Linked DNA regions of Mus musculus: region 2 is linked to region 1. Evidence: chromatin contacts called from public HiChIP or PLAC-seq data. All regions are on one chromosome and are shown on one strand. The core of a region is the stretch at or near the end of the contact, and the rest is flanking DNA. Distances in the headings are between cores, read along the strand shown.

Region 1 (5,404 bases), core at 2,534-5,033:
CCTGTGGGAGTAACACCTGCGCTCAGACTCGGAGAGGCCAACTTCCGTTGGAGGTATGGACACACTGTTGCTGGTTGGCCCTAAGGATGCTGATGTCTGACACCATCTAAGTCAAGAAGGCCTGTTCCCCGACATGTCCCACTATCGTCCTGGAGGACTTTGTGGGGATAGGAAAAGAACCCCTTTCATCTGGCAGACTCCAGCCCAGCTCTGTCCTCACTGCGGGAGGACATGGCCTGTTCTGTAAACCCAATCTTCAATCCCCCTAGTCTATGAGGCCCAGATCAGCCTGTGACAGAAGAGCCTTGATCAAGAACAGACTTGGGAAGGATCAAAAATCAGTGTCCAGGGTGTATGTGTGTGTAGGGGCAACTGGTAATTCCACCCCACCTGCAGTGCTGGTGGAGGCGGGAGCCCAGCCAGCGGGTGACAGTGAGCGCCCAGGGGAGGCCTCGTGCCCTCTCTGTGAGGGTGACTGAATCTGCCAGCTGTGGGGCCTGTCCGTGCCAAGTCTGCCCTGGCTCCGTCTAGTCGTAATCGATGCTGGCGCCAGGCCAGGCCCCCTGCCAGCTCCGGTCACACTCGGCTAGCGCGAGAGGCCCAGCCCATTAACTCCTCGCCAAGGCCCATTGTCTGGGTCCCTGCCCGGTGGTTTATTTACTCCAGGCTGGACGAGAGGTGGCGGCCAGTGCGGGCGGCCAGGCGGGCGGGCGGGAGAGGATGGGGTGGCAGGGGAGGCCAGAGTGGGGCAGCCTCCAGAGCCCCAGGGCAGGGCCTGCTGTTGGGGCTTTTGTTGTGATTTTAGTGGCTTGAAAGATTGCTGGTAGAAGCAGATGCACTTCCAAGCCCACTTCAGTGGGCTTCTCAGAGGTGCAGGCTCTGTAGACTAGAGACCCTTACACCCTATCCACAACCCATACACCCCACTCACCCTCATGGCCCCTTGAAGTTTTTTATTTTTCCCTCAAGTACCCTTTTTAGCTTTTTAAGTTGGCGCTTAAATCTTTTTATCCCAAGTTTAGTTACCAAGGTCATCCTTTGCAGCGTTTTAAGGAACACATGCCTTTATTATACAGAATAGTCAGGAAGTTTTAGAGGAAAATTATTAGTGACACTTTACAACTAAAATTTAACATCTTTCTTTTTTCTTTCTTTTTTTTGGTTCAATTTTTCATTACATCTGTTTACTTATTTGTACGATGTGAGTGGTTTATGTCCTGGCAGGTTAGAGGACAACTTGCTGGCTTTGATTCTCTCCTTTTATCCTGTGGGTCCCAGGGATCAAATTCAGCTTGTTAGCTTTGGCAACAGACACCCTTCGCCTTCTGAGCTGTCCACCTGGCTTGATTTCTCATTCATTTGTTTGTTTTGTTTGAGACAGAGTCTCACTCCCTAGCTGGGGCTAACCTGGAACTCACTATATAGCCCAGGCTAGCCTTCAACTCACTTGTGGCCGTCTTCCTGCCGCAAGTGCTGGCATTACAGGTTTGAACTCGTGGATTTCTTTTAAACTAGCCAGTGCTGGCTAAACATTGAAGCATTCTTTCCCCCCAGTAGTTTCACACTGAATAAAAATGAGGATATGACCACTCTCCTACATAAAATCGAGGAGAAAGTTTTTATTGTAGACATGATGGCGAGAACAGCCAGAGCATCTGTAAGAGTCCAGACTGAGCCAGACTCGGGTGGCGCATGCCTTTAATCCCAGCACTTGGGAGGCAGAGGCACGCAGATTTCTGAGTTCGTAGGCCAGACTGGTCTACAGAGTGAGTTCCAGGACAGCCAGGGGAACACAGAGAAACCCTGTCTCGGGGGAAGTGGGGGGGGGGGGAAGAGTTCAGACTGAACATGGCCCACAGAATAGACCGGGCCATGGGGGACGGGGACCAAGAGGGGAACCAAGAAGCCAAGAGAGGGCATTGTCAAAATGGCTGAATTTTATAGGAAAAGAAAAACTGGGAGAAAGGAAGCAAAGCCCAGGGGCTGGAGAGGTTTAGGGTGAGAAGTGCGGCGAGGAGCCAGGACTCTGTAACAGATGTTTGCAATGCTGAGAACCTGGCAGCCAGTGTCTGCTTTGATATGTAACACACACCATTCAATGTCCATTTAAAAACCATAGTGGAACAAACTAATGTTTTTATTTATTTGTCTGCTGGAGACAAGATCTTGCTGTGTAGTACAGGCTGGCCTCAAACTGAAGATCTTCCTGCTTCAAACTCCCAACTAATTTTTAAATTAATTAACTAATTAATTAAGGACAGGGTTTCTCTGTGTAGCCCTGGACACCCTGGAAGTTGCTCTGTTAAGAGACAGTTTCCTGAGTCCAGCCATCGCAGGAATGAGTTCCACCTTGCTGGCAGGATCAAAACTGAGTTCATGTTCCCGGGCCCTGGAATTCAACTCCTATCCTGCTTCTTCAGATGCTTCATGTTTGTCTGTTAATCAGTAAAGGATATAAAGAAGAAGATGCTGTTGTCCCGTTATCTAAACTAAGGCACACAAGTTAGAACTGTCCTGCTAGTCTTGACTTAATTGACTACATGCAGCTTGCCCACTTCTTTGTTCCCTTATCATTCTAAATTCAAGACCAGAGTTCAGAAGGGGACCTGACTGCAAAAGCAGAATCCAGGACCCTGAAACCAGGAGACTCAGAGAAGCTCAGAGACAAATGCTAACTTCTTTGTTTATCCCCTGATGTCAAAATATGATTGGTCAACGCAACAGCCCACACTGCTGCTCCTCCTCATTTTGTGTTCCCATCCTATAAAAATGTTGTACAGTCTCCCTTTGAGGACAAGGTGCCGATCCCAAGCTGGCTGCTTCCCTGAACACTCAGAAAATAAAGCTTTCACTTGAAGCTTCCAAATCTAAAGCGAATTTTCTTGGCTTCCACCTTGAACCCAACAGCTCTGTAGACCATGCTGGCCTTGAATTCAGAGATCTGCCTGCCTCTGTCTCCTGAGTGCTAAGATTAAAGGTGTACATGATCATTTGTGGGTGTTTTGTTTCTTTGGTTTAATAAAAATAATGAAAGTTTTATTTTATTTTTAACTGTGTGCGTATGTGGAGGGTGTGGGGTGTGTGTGTGTGTGTCTGCAGGAATGTACACATGTGAATACAGGTGCCCTTAGAATCCAAAAGAGGGCATCTGATCCTCTACAGTTAGAATTACAGGCAGTTATAAGCTGCCAGGTGTGTGGCAGGAACTAAACTTAAGTCTTCTGCAAGCGCAGTGATGTTGGATTCATTACTGCCCCCACCCCCACCCCAGGAGGGACTTGAACTCCTGATTCTCTTGCCTGCATCTTCCATGGGCAGACTAAAACTTTAACACTTTTCTTTTCTGGTTTTTGGCATCAGGGTTTCTCTGTGTAGCCCTGGTTGTCCTGGAATTCTCTCTGTAGACCAGGCTGGCCTTGAACTCACAGAGATCTGCCTGCCTCTGCTCCCACGTGCTGGAATTAAAGGTGTGCTTCACCACCTCCTGAGCACTTTAATACTTTTTATAAAGCTCTGAATGTTCTTATGATTTTAGCTATTGTAATAGTTACTATTTAATTGATCAGAACAGCATTGATTATGAAATTTGATAAATATTAAATGTAAAAAGTAAATTTTTATTAGCAATGTATCATTTCCTTTTTAAAAATTATTTTTTGTGTATATTCGTGTGATTCGTATGTGCACCACAGCGCACTTGGATTTGTGTGGGTCCAAGTCTCACTCTCTACTACACTGACGTCACTACTCTCCTACTACATGGCTGCTGGGGACAGAGCTCTGGCTGTCAGGCTTGGCAGGAAGCAACTTCCCCTGATGAGTCAGTCTCTCCTGCCCAGAACAGGATCCCTTAATGAACTGATTGTGCATTTTTTGTTCCTAATTGGTGAATGTTATAGGATGATGATGATAATGGCTTATCGCTTGACTGACCGATATGTTTCAACATCGGTTTTCATTCTCTTTGTGGATTACAGACAACCCCCTTTATAAGGCCTCATTATGTTGTTTAGACTGACCATAAACTTGGGGTCCTCCTGCCATACTGAATGCTGAAGTCACAGGTGTGCACTGCCAGGCCTGGCTCCTGCTTTGGTTTGAGGGACAGTGTCAGAGTTGGAGACCAGTGTGTCTCACTACAGGGATGTCATTCAATTCTTTGCACTTCTTCCAGGCTATATAGTATTATCAAAGAATCACTGATGGTTTGATCAGTCGCTCCTATTTTGATGAGAGCAGAGAACTGGAAAGTGCTTCGCTTGCTTCTCCTTACCTACCCCACTACCCCAGGCTGAGGTGCCACAGGTCTCAATCCTTTCATCCTTCGTGTGTGTGTGTGTGTGTGTGTGTGTGTGTGTGTGCGCGCGCGCGCGCGCGTGCATGCATGTGTGTGTGGGGTCCAGGGAATGAAATTTAGATCCTATGGAAGAGCTATCAGTGTTCTTGACTTATGAACCATCTCTCTAGCCTCTTATTCTCTCTCTCTCTCCCTCCTCCCTCTCTCTCTTCTTCCTCCCTCCCTCCCTCCCTCCCTCCCTCCCTCCCTCCCTCCCTCCCTCCCTCCCTCTTTCTTTCTTTCTTTCTTTCTTTCTTTCTTTCTTTCTTTCTTTCTTTCTTTCTTTCTTTCCAGAAATGTCTCATTATCTAGCCCTGGATGGCCTAGAAATGGCCTAGAACTCACCACCTAGAGCAGGCTGACCTTGAACTTGTAACAGTGCTGGGATTAAAGGGGTATGCTACCATAACCAGCATCACCCCATGTTTAAGTCCATCTTTTGCCTTTTCTCTCTATTTACTTATTTAGTGGTGGTCGTGGTGGTGGTGGTGGTGCTGTTGGTAGAAACTAGGCCTTTTGTATGCTAGGCAAGTGCTCTACCACTGAGCTACATCTTAGTCTTGCATTTCCTTAGAGATTGTCTTAAGCCAGCCACTATCCCTTCTAGTGTTAGTATACTCTACCAAACTTCCACTCATTCAGATTTTAGTACTCATTCAGATTTTGGTTCATTGTCTTCCTGTCTGCAACCACTGACTCGTCATTCTCAAGACCTTACCATTCATTCATTCATTCATTCATTCATTCATTCATTCATCCAGCCATTCATTCATTTATTTATACAGCACATATCATTGAGCCTTTCCTGTACATCACACTCACTTCTTCAGGTTGAGGCTTAAGGAGTAAATCAGAGAGACACAAAATGTCCTAGCCAGCAGGAGCTTACATAATGACAAGAGCAAGGCTGGTTAACAAAGAAGTAAGTCCTGTATAATCTGTCAGGCAGAGATTCTGTGAAAGAGAACATGACAAATGAGAGGGTAGCAGCAGGTAAGCCATTTTGGAGATTGTGGGCATAGACCTTCCTCAAACCCTGACTCCAGTTCTCCAGCATCTGTCACACCC
Region 2 (5,185 bases), core at 1,230-3,729, 91 kb before region 1:
ACATTTTAGCCTGAAATAAATACTATCTCATGCTATTGAAAGCTTGCAATCAGAAAACCGGAAGAACAGATTTCCATACTCTCACTGAAGAGTATTCCTTAGGGCAGTGGTTCTCAGCCTGTGGGCTGCAACTGCTTTGGGAGTCAAAGGACCTTCACACAGGGTTGCATATCAGATCTCTTATACAACAGATACGTAACAGTAGCAAAATTACAGTTATGAAGCAGCAAAGTATGCTATGGTTGGGGGGGAAGGGTTGTCACCACAACATGAGGAACTGTATTAAAGGGTCACAGCGTTAGGAAGGTTGAGAGCCACTGCCTGTAGGCCTTCGGCAGCTTCACCCCCATGCTGCCTATCACACCAGGGACTTACAAGCTGAACACAAAGCATTCCACTACATACCGTTTCTGCTGCTGCAGAGCAGTGTGGCCGGCTGACTCTTGCTTTGCCAAAGCTCCCTGAAGTGTGGACATGACCCGCCCGTGCCGTAAGGGCTGTATGTTTTCTTTACTCAGCTCCCACTCTGCTCCCTCCAGGCACATGGCTTCACTGGGAAGAAGGAAACAGAAATGAAGCCCACGCCAACAGTGTTACAGCACAGTACTGTGATGACATCTTCAGAGAGGGGATTTCTGGCTCTTTGGGGTTGGACGCAGCTGGTTCGCCAGGAGCATCATCATTCTCTTCAGCTTCAGAGCCTATCCCACGCTCTACAAGTAAATGCTCAACACAAGAGAGAACATGGCAAGGGTGTTGGTGACAGTATTGTACAAATAAAGTTAAAGCTAGGAAAAATAATTTTTAAAAGCATCTTAAGTTTAGCGAAGTTAACTTAAATTTAGAAAAAAACAAAAAACAGAAAACTAGCAGCTTTATGTCTGACATGGGTTCCCACTGACAATGAGACACCAGTAGCAGCATCCACTCCTGTTTCTAAATACGTACATGATTAGCTCTTTTTTAAAAAAAAAATGTATTTATAAAACAAAACATAACTAAACAAAACAAGCCGGGTGATGGTAGCACACGCCTTTAATCCCAGCACTCAGGAGGCAGAGGCAGGCGGATTTCTGAGTTCGAGGTTAGCCTGGTCTACATAGTGAGTTCCAGGACAGCCGGGGCTATAAGGGGAAACCCTGTCTCGAAAAAAACAAAAAACAAAACAAAACAAAAATGTATTTATTCTCACCCCCCCCCCCCGCCGTGTGTGTGTGTGTGTGTGTGTGTGTGTGTGTGTGTAAGTCAGGCCACAACCTTAGAGTTGTTTCTCTCCTTCCACCATGGGGTTTCGGGGGTGGGGGAGGGGTGACCAAACAGGTCCTCAGTCTTGGTTAGCAATTATCTCTATCCACAGAGCCATCTCACCTGTCCGTGACTAGTTCCTTCTAGTTCAGACCCAAGTGCCATCTCATCAGGGAGGCCTCTGTTCAAATCTCCCTCTGCCCCGACTCCCCCACCCCCAAGCCTCATTGCTGGGTAATGAACTAAGGCCTTATGTACCTTGAACAAGTGCCCTTCCTGAGTTACATGTCCAAACCCTTCTGAAACCACACTAGTTCTACCTCCAATGCCGTCTTCTCTTGCTTTACACTTGTTAATACTGATTCTATCTGATGTTAAACATGTCTTATTGCCCATCCGCGACACACACCCCGATTCATTCCTCCCCAGAACTTAAGCTTCACAAAGGTTGGGATTTTGTGTCTTTTACTGTTCGCCTTCAGTGCTCAAAATGGTAGTCGATAAATTCTCTTCCATGAATGACAGCTTATGACAGCAATTACCCAGTTATTATAAGTTCCATAATTGAAATGCATCTTAAATTCTAACCTAGAAAAACCCTCTATATTTTATGATGAGGAAAAGCTGCAAGTGCTCTGCTCTTCAGATCCCTAAGCTGCTAGCAAAGTGAGAACACTTATTAGTTGAAAGCAGGTACTTTACAAACATCTTGAATCCTCCCAGAACTCCATAAAGCAGCATTAATATCTGCGTGCCCCCACCCCTCCGTAAACATGTTCAAGGTCAAATAAAAACGGCTGAGGTGAGTTTCAGAACCAGATCATATGGCAAATTCCAAACTCTCCCAGTCTTGCCCCCTGGCTGGATGCAGGGCTCCACGCCGTTGGGAAGGGGGTTTGGGGAGACCTGCTCTTGGCCGACCTCCTCGATCCTCCCCTCGCCAGCCGAGCACCCAGCGGCAGCAATTTGCGTCCGGTCCTTACCTCGCCTCCGCCATCCTGCATTCCCAATACTTGCTCTCGCCCTTCCGCAGACCTTTATCCTCCGAGTGCTAACTGAGTCTCCCTCAACCTTCAGCTGGCTCTGGAGCTGCGAAGATCGTCACCCCGTGCTCCTAAACAAAACCACGCACCCGATTCCTTCTCAGAATAGCCTCCTCACGCCCCCATCACGCACGGGCCGCCAAGTTTCAAATTTAACGTCTCTTGACGCAGACGTAGCCTCGCCGCTCCCCGCTCCCGCTCCTCCCAAAGCATTCTGGGGATTGTAGTGTATCCCGGGTTTAAGCACGCGCTGCGCAATGCACAATGGGAGTTGTAGTTTCAGGTTTGAGGTGCAAGGACCAATGGTTGTCCTAGCACTGCAGCGTGCTCAGGCACTTCGAGTTTGCTCTGTGTTTCCTTTCTAAGACAAGCCTTCGAACCCAGGGAGAGACACTTTATTAACAAGAGGTTCTTTGATGGTTTCAGTTTCATAACGTGTCTTTGAGTACATTACTCTTCTGGGTTGCTCCGAACAATTAACTGTGCTACGCCTAGGTCTTGTCTGAGCCCCAGGTCTTAACACCTGTCCAGGGATCCTTAGGCCACTCTCACCCAGCTGTTTCCTGTGGAAAGACTGTGTTCTCGTTTTTCTCTTTTACACAAGACCTGGTTTAGCACTGCACTTCCTTTCCCCAGCAAGCCCTTTGACCTCTACAACTTCTCAACTTTGACCAACTTCCTTTAAATTCTCTTGGAAGTGTACCATTTGTTCTCTCATGCAGCCTACCAGATGTCCTGTAAACTACGATCTAACACAGAATACAAACAGGGTAAGCGCTTTGCCTGTCTCACTGGAGCTAAAGGCTTGGTAATGCAGGCCTATAGTTCAGCTACTCTGGAGACTGAGATGTGAGGACCAAGACTTCAAGACCATCCAGGGCAACTTTACTTCACAATAAAAAGTTTGCTTTTGTTTTTTGTTTGTTTTTGTTTTTCAAAACAAGGGTTCTCTGTGTAGCCTTGGCTATCCTGGAACTCGCTCTGTAGATCAGGCTATAAAAATAACTTTTATTCTCCTGTTGTGATTGTTGTCTGAGGGGCTTACTGCCTCCATCTGCTGACCTAGATCCACTCCTAGAAAATTCTAGCCTCCATAAGATCTAATCTAGGTCAGCCTCTCAATTTTGTTGAATAAGCTCACCCTTTCTTGTTCTTTCTGAAGTCTACCTGGCTGGTTCAACTCAGCTGTTCTGGCTCAAACTCCTCTCCCAGCTGACTGACTCAATCTGGCTTCTCTCCCAGCCCCTGAATTGCTCTGCTTGGCCTCAAACTCACTCTAGCAGTCTTTTCTATTTCCTAATCTTCTGGCTCTTTCTCAATCTCTTGCTCATTCTGTCTTTACCTGTGTCCAGCTTGTTCTCTTTTCAACCTGCCTCCCTCTCCCTCCCGTGCTGCTCTACTCTCCCTCGCAACAATACTGCACTGCTCTCCAGGACTGCTGTATCCTGTACTACACTCTCTTCCTTACTGCACTGCCTCTCCCTTAAGACTCAATCTTCCCTCCCTCTCTCGTCTCCTTAGAGGTGTACATAGCCCATTCTGTCAAATTTTTCTCCGTTTGTTGGGGCGGGGGTATACAAACAAACAAGGAATGTCAGGGCGTCGATACCCAGACCAGAAACAGATAAATTAGTCATTTGAGCATATAACTTCCAACTAGGCTCTGGAGTAGAGAGGGGAGCCATGGGAATTTCTCTACAGAAGACAGTGAACCTGAGGGAAAGGACGAGTTGGCACAATCTACCCATCAGAACAAATCAAGTTCTGAAGCAACTGAGGTGTGTGTCTGTGGTAGATTCCCACCTCTCTATTTCCACCATTATCCAGTGAGTTTCCTCACCCAGCTCCCTACTCTTGGACCTCTATGCTGCCCCATCAAAAAGTGCCAGATTATACTCCACTTTCTCCTAACCATCATATAGAAAACAGGGCTAAATAGTGATGAGATGCTCCTGACAGGGTTTTAAGTTACCAATACGTGTTATAGGAGACTAGAGATTTAGTGTTTGGTTGTTTCTGAAATGCTGGGTTATGTGGAACAGCTCCCCTCAGGACTTCTTCATCTATCAGATTGCACCTTGAATCTTTAAGGGTGTGCATCAGTATTCCTGATGCACAAGTAGGAAATGTCACAACTCAATAGCTTAAAATGATGCAAACTCATTGTGTTCTGGTCTATGGATGAGAAGTTTGGCACGGGTTCTCTGGGTTGACTGAGGCTTGGGGAATTCTGCCTTGTTTTCTAGAGCTGCTGTGGGAGAGTGTGTTTCTCCTTCGACAGTTTTCTAGAGGCTTCACTGTCACCCCTGGCTCATGCTTCCCTTTTTATCCTCAGAGCTCGGGATCTAGCATCTCTTCATCCAGGCTTCCAGCATTACTTGCCTTTCTCTGATCATAGTCAGGAAATTAAAGGCTCATTACCTCAGATGGGGCCCACCTGGAGAATTCAGCATAAACTTTTACCCCTCAATGTAATCGTATCTTTTATTTGCCTGGAGTAATTGTCTCCGAGGCTTACTGCTTCCGTCTGCTAGTCTTACTACTAGGCCCGATCCTGGAAGCTTTAACCTCCATATACTCTAATCTAGGCCTAGAAAGTTTTCAAGCTCTGACAATTAATGATGAATAAGTTCATCTTTTCTAGCTCTTCCTAAACTCTGGCTGGCTGGTCAACTCAACTGTTCTGGCTTAAAACTCTTCTCCAAGCTGACTGATTCAATTTTGCTTCTCTCTTGGTCTCTTCCTGAATTGCTCTGCTTGGCTTCATACTGCCTGTAGTAATGTATACTAATGTTCTGGCTCCTTCCCATTCTCCGGCTTGTTCTCTTTCTGCAACCTGACTCCCTATAACTGTCGTGGTAAACTCCCTCCTTCTTTCCTCCTTCCTCTCGGTGCTA

What was found. HiChIP or PLAC-seq counts read pairs in DNA pulled down with a chosen protein or histone mark.
Region 2: an H3K4me3 HiChIP or PLAC-seq map of bone marrow-derived macrophages shows a contact between it and region 1, with 4 times the contacts expected there. The contact joins the promoter of Bub1b here to the enhancer-like site in region 1. A contact is called at or near these places in 19 of 39 promoter capture datasets (3T3-L1-derived adipocytes, the C10 cell line, the HPC-7 cell line and 12 more), 44 of 484 Hi-C or Micro-C datasets (the 63-12 cell line, B cells, the C2C12 cell line and 27 more), 22 of 115 datasets of contacts at active chromatin or transcription factors (the 230-238 cell line, DN3 thymocytes, the HPC-7 cell line and 15 more) and 4 of 9 other capture datasets (adipose tissue, bone marrow-derived macrophages, liver and 1 more).

What each region holds. Positions count from the first base shown.
Region 1 is chr2:118,505,745-118,511,148 of GRCm38.p6, reverse strand. No RefSeq gene overlaps it. Among named protein-coding and RNA genes, the nearest start is that of Gm32684, 9.6 kb to the right of the region's middle. Within about 2 kb of position 3,783, at least 12 of the 459 cell types and tissues checked have an H3K27ac peak or open chromatin away from gene starts, as enhancers often do. A contact at or near this core is called in bone marrow-derived macrophages, where this site is marked.
Region 2 is chr2:118,595,505-118,600,689 of GRCm38.p6, reverse strand. Bub1b (BUB1B, mitotic checkpoint serine/threonine kinase) reads right to left here and starts at 2,479. Exons shown (of 23, transcript NM_009773.3): 1 at 2,229-2,479; 2 at 406-552. The coding sequence starts at 2,242.